Regions from separate parts of the Mus musculus genome. Here region 1 is linked to region 2. A link is a contact called in public Hi-C data. All regions are on one chromosome and are shown on one strand. The core of a region is the stretch at or near the end of the contact, and the rest is flanking DNA. Distances in the headings are between cores, read along the strand shown.

Region 1 (4,375 bases), core at 1,731-4,230, 400 kb before region 2:
GCTCACTGTCTATAGGATGTGAGCTCTTGTTAGATGCGTTCTCCAGCAGAAGCCTTCTTCTGGCCATAAACCAAATCTCCATAAATCTTAAAATATGGAAGTCACAGAAGCTGTCCTCTGAACACAGAACAAGAGTCATAAGAAAAGAACACACATTACTAGAGTCTGTTTATACAAACAAACAAACACCACAAATACTGGTTTATCATAAAGCAAGCCAGCTAGCTGCATGGTGGCAGCAGAGGACAGAAGGGATGACAGGCCCCAAAGCTTTTATTTGCAATGCCCAGTCACATCTTGGTCATGTTGAGGGACTCATGGTGTAGACCTAAATATTCCAACTAGATGGATGAACCATTTGTCAAGAATGTCCCAACAAACTCACAAAAATTTGAATTTCTACTACCAGAGCAATCAGTTCTGACCATGACCTGTAGGGAACCATGAGGCCCTGAGTCATGGCTGCTGTTCACTAGGACTCAGTGCTGTCCTTCGAGTGCAATGACAAAGGGGCTTCCTTCTTGTTCCTTTGCAGATAACCATAATAACATCTGTGGATAACTCACCCCATAGTCCAGTTCTGCTTAAAGACAATGGAAGCGGAGGAGCTGGGGAGAACATTACAAGTCTGCCAGCTGCTGAGAGGCCTTGTACTTGAGAGCACTGGCTGCTCTTCCAGAAGACCTGATTTTGGTTTCCAGCTCATAACCACCCATAGCTCTAGTTCTATGGGATCTGGCACATTCTTATGGCCTCTGAGGGTATCATGCATGCATGAGGCACACACTCATGAATGTACGCAAAACCACTCCTGCACATAAAATAGAATAAATCTAAAAAGAAAATCTGCCAAGCTTAGCTGGGGTGGGGGGCTGGCCTGGAGTTCATGTCTCTGTCCTCTACTTCCACAGGCTTGTAGCTGATCAGGCAAATGTATTGAAAGGCAGAGACCCAAAGCTTACATCCCCTTCAGCCAGTGACCATAGTCCAGCGTTTCTCAAACTATGGGTCTCAACCCCTTTGGGTATCAAAAGTGATACCCACAAGGCAACCTCTCACAAGAGCTGCCTAACACTATCAGAAAAAGCAGTTGTTTACTATTCATAACCATAGCAACATTACAGTTACAAAGTAACAACAAAAACAATTTTATGGTTGGGGGGGTCACCATAACATGAGGAACTGTATTAGGGTCGCAGCATTAAAAAAGTTGAGAATCACCAAGATAGTCCCTTCTGGAATTACTGGAATGGTCTTTAGAAACCCACCTTGAAGCATCACAGTGAGCAAGCCTGGATTGTGGGAAATTCTGATTTCCCTTGGAATCTCCGTTCTTCCCTCCTTTGCTGATGAGAAGGCAGGTTCCTTACAGCTGTCCTGTTGTGGAGCTCAGCCTGTGTCAGCGCCCATGGCAGTGAGGAGCTATGCTCAGACCACGTGACTCCCCCTGTCTGAAGGCTGGCACAAGGACCAGATCGCATGCCCCAGTTGAGATCACATGCAGGGCTGCCCCAGCCACTGTGTATGGTGACAATGCAGGCTCATAGTATACTGCTGGTTTCTAAAGTGTGCCAGGAATCACTGGCTAAGGAACAGAAGGCTCCTCAGTGTCAAATGAGAGTGCTTGCTCAACTCACTATACAAGCAATACCAGCCTGGGGAAGGGTGGTATTCAGCACCTACCTATTTCCCTGGGGCCAGTGCCTCGAGCACACCCTGTGGGTGGAGATACCAGTAACTCATGCCATGTAGCAGCAATTGCAGACTCACAGCACAGGCAGGTCAACCAGGGCCACAGGCAGAGACAGCGCCACACAGTCATTAAGGAGAGATGAGCCCAGGGCTATCACGATCTTCAGTCTCACTGTCACTTACTTCATTATGTCACTTACTTCATATAATTTGATTCTTAATAATAGCAGCATCGAATGTCTGACCCACAGCTCCTGAGCACTCCGTAGGCTCCAGAGAGCTTGCCAGCCAGTTGTAGCTGCCCACTTAGCAAAGGGTGGAGTCAGCAGAGGAAAAGCAAGGGCTATCCAGGAACCACACAGGACTATGATTCTTGCTTTGCCACTGGCTTCAGAGGTCTCGAGCCACAGCTGAGAGTCTGTAGTGTGACTCCTCCCCTTAGATAAATGTTGTAAGGTATTAATGAGAATGTAGGAACCAAGTCCCCAGCACAGGAGGACAAGTGACACTTGTTTGGAATCAGCATTTGTGCCAAAGGCTACATCAAGGGCAAGCAAGATATCGTCATGATGGGCACAGGCTGTCCCACTCAAAACCAGAGAAGTTGGAGATCTCATGTAATATCCTCATAGCAGCTACAAGACAACCAGCTGGCCCCTGTGCTGGTCTGAACTGGCTGCCTGAAGGAGCTTTGTGCCCTTGAAGAGCCTGGGCAGGCAACATAGCTGGCTTGAGAGCAACACAGTCAGTTTTCTTGGTGAAGCCAGTGGACCTCACAGGTTGCCTGGCAGCAGGATGTCTGGAGGATAGAGCGTAAAGTCAGCTGCTATCAGATGTCACATCATGGCACCGCTGGTGGGAAATACCCTGGAAAATAAACTCCAGCCCTCCACAGGAAGTAGCTGTGGACTGCATGGAATTCCATTCAGTGCTGCCCTTGCTTGACAATGGGACTGACAGGTCTTCTCCAGGACACAAGGAGCCACTTCTGACTTAAAGATGACGCAGCTGCTGCAGAGAGGTTCTAGTGCCATTTCTGTGAATGTAGTCTTCAAGGAAAGCTCAAAAATACATTAACTAACATTTAATATAGTAAAATATTTGGAAAAGCGTGAACTAGACATTTTGGCCAGAAAGAGCACAGGGGTTTACATACACCATGCAGGCTGGAACACAGCCTTCCAACAATAAGTCCTTCTCTGTTTGGGACACAGTGCAGATGCCTGAGTACAGGGCCAGCTCAGCTCCCAGGAAGCCTACACTGTGAGCCTGTGGTCATCGACCCTGTACACTGCCAAGAGCAGAGCTAAAAATAGCAACAACCAGGCCTTGTTAGGTAGGTTTCCTCCAAAGAGGAGTACTGGTGACCTAAAAAGGAATTCCATCCTGCAGGCTGTACTACAGGAGCCCGGCCACCAGGATAAGCACTAGGGACAAAAGAGCTCTCTGGGCTGCGACCAATGCCAGGTTCTAAGCACCCACTGCCCGGGGCTCAGCTGGGGGCTCTACCACATCATATGGGCTGGGCAACAGGCACCCCATACCTGGGTCTGTGGTTCTCTAGTCTGGGATTCACTAGCTACAGCTCGTGGCTACAGCTCGTGGCAGGCCTCATCCAACGACCTCTCTCAAGTCCATGCCTAGCACAGAGGGCCAGCTTGGGGGCGGGGGGTCAGGGCGCACTGCTCTGCACAGGACACTGTAAATTTCACTGACCCTGTGAGCAGGCAATGTAGCTGGCCTAAAAGCACAGCCCAAGGTTTTTTGGTGAGGCCAGTGGCTCTTGCTGTGTTCTTCCCTTGTGGGCAAAAGTCCTAGCAGTTCCTATGGGGACTTAGGAGAAGCCTGCAGCCCGTGAAGAGTGACAGACAGAAGCTGTGGGACGAGGTCCTGTCTTTGGACCCTATGCTTAAGGAATTCTAAACTATACAGACTGATTCATTTTCATTTAAGAAGCCTGTGCCTCTAACTAAGATCAGAGCAAATTCAAACTGAAGACCGCATGCACAGAGCTGCAAGGCCTCCGCTAGTTTCCCTGGCTTTCCGGCAGGGCCATGGCCTTGTGAGCACAGCCAGAAAAGCTGTGGTGCCATTGGACAGCTCTCTCAGGAAGCTGCTTGCCACACAGAGTCTTGTAAAGTCCTTCTTCACTCTGGCCACCTCTAGCTCACTGGTGTTTACTGTGAGGCACACAGTAGAAAGGGGAGCCCCATCTGTGCAGTCCAGAGCCTCCAAGGTTCCCAGAGCCCCTGTCAGCTCCATGAGCTGTAACAAATGGAGGCAGTTTCTCAGTTGAGGTTCCCTTCTTTCAGATAACTCCAGCGTGTGACAAGTTGACACAAAACCACCGAGCACAGTCCTCATGGCCCAACCAACTTTCTTTTTTAAGTGTCTTGCTCCACCCATTTTCCTCTGGCATGACAAATGACACACAGCCTGTGCTGGAGAGGAAGGCCTGCAGCATTACTGAGTCTCCTGCCACTGTCCTCTGTTCCACCCTGACAGGAGAGGGTGTCACTCCTCTTCAGGGCCTGCTTCTCACACTCTGGCCTGACTCTGAGTGCGCAGCAGTCCTTCCCCCCCCCCCCCCCGACCCCACCACACACACCACAGATCCTCAGTCCTGCAGCTCCTCTCTCCACAAGGGCCTGCTCACCTCTTCCCCCAGTTCTTGTTTGTCACT
Region 2 (4,357 bases), core at 153-2,652:
AGCAGATCTGGGGAGCCTTTTCCTCAGTCACCTCCTCTCACAATGGTCTGGGTGTGGCCCAGAGGGGACCAAACTCTTGATTTGTCCCAGGGCCTGGAGCCAACAGGACCATCTTGTCATGGAATCTGTTCTACCCACAGTATAGCTAGGGCTGTCCTCCTGGCTACTTGGAAGGTCGAGTCATCAGGAACACAGTGTTCACCCCTGGGGTTCAGAGTGAGTTCTGGGTAACTTAATGGAGCACTGATTGAAAATAGAAGGTAAGAAAGGCTAGGCATATAGCTCAAGAGTAGAGAACTTTTCTCTAATGTGCCAGGCACTGGGCTCAATTTGTGTTATATGTGTAGTGGATTGGTTTTGCCCACACTGTTGCTGCTTCTGACATCTTCAGTGGGAACTGGGCAGGATGGAGCATTTTGTATCACAGGGATGAGCTTCCAGTCTGTAGAGATGGGGAGGAGGGTACCCTGTGTTCATTTGAGCTCACCACTGTACAGGGGACAGGGAAGCTCCCACTATGTGAGGGGGACAGGGAAGCTCCCACTATGTGCGGGGCACAGGGAAGCTCCCACTATGTGTGTGGGGGCATCAGGGAAGCTCCCACTATGTGTGTGGGGGCATCAGGGAAGCTCCCACTATGTGAGGGGTCTGATCACAGATGAAATAGAAAGCTTCTGTCTCAGTTTTGCAAGCAGCAAGGTGGAGCTGGAGTGCACTAGCCATGGTAGCTTCCTCAGAGAGCGCAGACATCTGAGTTAGAAGGAACAGGGACAGTATGTAGCCCATATCTGTGGGTTACATCTAGAAATGGATTCAGGAGGCTTCCAGCCTTTTGCCCACATAGCCACTCAGGCTCCTCTGGCAGGGGAGACCTCGTTCATATCTCAAAAGGCACATTAAATTAAGCTAAAAGGCTTCAAATAGTGCAGAAAGGAAGGCTGCCCCCAGTGGGCAGATGTTGCCACCTACCTGTAGGCCACTGCACTGTGGCTACCTTCTGAGGCTGATGGTCCCTTAGGAGCATCTTGTCTTCACCTTCTCTTCTGGACCATTTCTTATGTGCACAGGCTGTGGACGAGGCCATCTTCAGCTACCTTCGTCACCTGCCCTTGCCACCTGAGGTTCTCAGGCTAGGCCCACCTGCTGGGGGTCTTCCAGGCTAGGAGGGCCACAACTCCACCATACTTTGGCTGTGCTTTGATCCACACTCTTCAGGGCCAGGCCTCTGCAGACTCATCCCATATGCTCCCTGGCCTCTTCTCTGATCTTTCCACTGTGTTCCTGACCAGCAGCCGGGGATAGGATTCTAGCCTTTGTGTCTGGGAGTACAGGGTAGGAGGCCGGTGGGAGGTCATGACTCAGCTGTCCTCACAGAGACACCAGTGTGACAGAACAAGGTTGGGCTTGGGGTCTGTTCAGCATCAAGTGCTCAGGGCCACAGTGAGTAACCACAGTGTGACACCCAGGGTCACCACTGAGACCACAGCCTTCATCTTGCCACTAGGGGCAAGTCTGGGCAGTTCTGAGATCTTCTTCCAAGAGTACTGATGGTCACTATGGGAACGAGGTGGGTGTCCAGTGTGGGCTCCAGCACGGGAGCAATTCTTACCCCTGCACGGCAGGGAACATTACACATTGGTGTGATTGGGGTGGGGCCTACTCTCTGGGCTGAAAGTCACCAGCAGTCAAAGCTAGACCTCTCCTGGAGAAGCACTAGTCAGCAAGACCAGTTCCAGTCCTGGCTCACCCCAAGTGGACAGTAGCTGCAGGTCACAGTGCTTTTGCCCTCATCCTCCACAGGGCGGGGCACAGAGCCCAAACACTCGCAAGTCTTCAGTGTTGAAGTGCAATTCTCCACACTTTCTCTGGCACCTGCTGCTCTCTGGTCCCATTAGAGGACAAAGGTCTGCCTTTGCAGAGGGCTGGGGGGGGGGGCGGGGGGGGGAGAAGAGCACAGGAGTTAGTGGATGAAAAGAGATGGCAGATACAACTGCTGTTCCCCTGAGAGAGATCTCTCTGCACCCTCTGGATATCAGGGCCAGGGCCCTGAGATGAACAGTGTCAATATGTCCCAAGTGTGACATAATACACTTGAGCAGAGAGTGGTGACCAAGTGTGGCCTTTGTCTACAGCCAGGGCACTGGCTCTACACTCGTACCATTTCCATGATTGTGGGTGACCCAGTAACTTGGGGACATGAAACCTGAGCTACAGAGGACACAGGAAAATTACAAAACCACCTTCTACTGTCTAGTGAACACTGACTTTGGCACTGGGTGCCGGTCATGAGCATGCCTTATACCCTCTCATGGGCCCAGTGCCTGGAGAAGGGTTTCTGGTTTCTGGGGGAGGGGGGTAGCTTTACACGGAGCTTTTGGAAGACCCAGGAGTTGCCTTTCTGCTTTCCTGGGGGGGGGGGAAGCAGGCAGCTGCCCAGGCAACAGGGTATACCAGTGTCTCCCATAAGAAGGAGCAGGACCTTCACCAGAAAGTGCCAGCCTCTGATGTACTCACCAGTTCAGTGTGCCAAGAACAGCTATGACCAGAGAATGAAAGCTAGGGAGAAAAACAAGAACAAAAATAAAAACTGAAAAGGAAAGGGGAATCAGAAAAAAAACAGGAGAGAAAAAAAGAAAGAGAAAGAGGAGAAAAAGAAAAAGGAAAAGAAAAAGAAAGAGAAAAAGAAAAAGAAGAGTTTTAGCTTGTCTGGAAAGAAATGAACCATGATCCTATAGAGAGGGGTCGTGGCCAGCTGGAGGACAGGCAAGGACAGGGTAGGTGCAAGAGGTTTCATGAAAACCCCCAAGCTTAGGGCAACAATGCTAACCCAAATGATGATGGGGAGGTAGGCCCCATCCCAAGGCTCTGCCAGCTGAGCTTCTTGGGGCCAGGAGTCTATGGAGTGTCACTGAGCTGAGGATGACATCGGAACAGGACAGTCCTAGTACCCAGCAAATACAAAGTACCAAAGTTTGGTGGTGGTTGCTTTATAAACAACAAAATATGCCGACAGCCTGAGCAGATCTGACACTTGAAGAATTGGGTGGGTTGGGTGGGGGTGGGGCCAGACTAACTTGAAGAAAACCAAGCAATCACATTCAGGCATTTAGTTAAATTTGAAAGCCCAGGCTCCAAACCTAACATTGTTCTACTATTAATTCAAGCCCAAGCCCTCGGGCTAAGTTACAAAATGAAACAAGTATATAGTCTGGGGACGACTTTGTCACCTTAGGGACTTGCATTTATTTGATGGACAAGTAGCCCATGCTAGTAGTTAGCATGCTGGCCCAGCAATGAGCCCCAGCAGCCCCCAGTTTGCCACGTCTCTCTAAACAGAGTGGAAATCTTTCTCCAGGACTCTACCAATGTCCTAAGACTGTCGGGTCAGAAATGATAATGTTAGAAACTCAGGCAAACAGAAGACCATGTCCCTCCCCAACCTCACTGGGTGCCTAGTGTGTGTGTCAGGTGTTTGCCCATGTGGCCTGGAGTTTGTAGGCAGTCCCTGTTGGTCCCTTCTTTCACAGCCTATGTCCTGCTCAACTCTGGGGGCCTCTAATCATGGTAGACCTATGAATTTATGTGAGTTCCGCTGAGCAGTGGCAACAAATGCCCCACAGATGGCGCTCTGTCACTGTTAAGGCAGGATGGGTTGGCTGAAATGGCCAGCTGCTGGGAACTTCTCTGTGGGGAACAAAGAACACCCCCAGGCTCTGGCTAAGACTTGTGAGGAGGTGGTCTAGAGGCTGTCCTGCCCGAACACTGCTTCCTATTCTCCAAGAAGGAATAAGGTCGGCAGATGGGTCCCATAAGCCACCTCTTGCTGCTGGTCACTTGGATGGCATCTGTCCCACTGGAAGGAACAATTACAAGACTCAAGAAAGCACCTGACTCCAGAAACTTGGGAACCTGCCTCAAATCGCAGAGGATATGGAACTGCCCTGAAATGAATGCATGGAGACCTGCAAGGGGCAGGGTTCTCTAGGCACATACTTTTCAACTTGGTCTGAGGAGCACTGAGTCTGCTGATACCAGTGACCAGAGGCCCTGCATGCCAGGCTGCAGTCAGGGTCTGGAGAAAGTGCTTGAGCAGGCACCCTAGCATCTCTGGTACTGGAGACACTTCTTGGGGATCAGGGACAAAATGTTCCTGTGCCTCTTGGGGATCATGGCCTGTGTTTCAGGAACTTTATCTTCAGACAGCCAAGGTTGATGGACCTGGAAGGTTAAACCCTCTGCACCACAATGGGCACCAGCATAGATCAGGACCCCAGGTCACTGGTTCAACATATAGGTCCAGAGGGGAAACTGAGGCAGTGCAAGGGCTACGGGGGTGAGGCTGTGTGAGGGGCTCCTG

Evidence for each region. Hi-C and Micro-C count contacts between places; a contact is called where the count stands out from the background.
Region 1: a contact with region 2 is called in a Hi-C map of the N1E-115 cell line, with 17 times the contacts expected there. The contact joins two enhancer-like sites. A contact is called at or near these places in 5 of 15 datasets of contacts at CTCF or cohesin (embryonic stem cells, large pre-B cells, pro-B cells and 1 more), 20 of 484 Hi-C or Micro-C datasets (the HL-1 cell line, the N1E-115 cell line, brown adipocytes and 9 more), 6 of 115 datasets of contacts at active chromatin or transcription factors (cardiomyocytes, differentiating embryonic stem cells, embryonic stem cells and 2 more) and 1 of 9 other capture datasets (liver).

Annotation. Positions count from the first base shown.
Region 1 is chr7:139,466,761-139,471,135 of GRCm38.p6, reverse strand. The region is part of intron 2 of Inpp5a (inositol polyphosphate-5-phosphatase A); the gene reads right to left. Among named protein-coding and RNA genes, the nearest start is that of Gm46004, 80 kb to the right of the region's middle. RefSeq lists an enhancer at 1,526-4,375. Within about 2 kb of position 2,980, at least 174 of the 459 cell types and tissues checked have an H3K27ac peak or open chromatin away from gene starts, as enhancers often do. A contact at or near this core is called in the N1E-115 cell line, where this site is marked.
Region 2 is chr7:139,062,871-139,067,227 of GRCm38.p6, reverse strand. Jakmip3 (janus kinase and microtubule interacting protein 3) reads right to left here. Exons shown (of 20, transcript NM_028708.2): 18 at 2,515-2,587; 19 at 970-1,922. The coding sequence ends at 2,537. Among named protein-coding and RNA genes, the nearest start is that of Dpysl4, 21 kb to the left of the region's middle. Within about 2 kb of position 1,402, at least 9 of the 459 cell types and tissues checked have an H3K27ac peak or open chromatin away from gene starts, as enhancers often do. A contact at or near this core is called in the N1E-115 cell line, where this site is marked.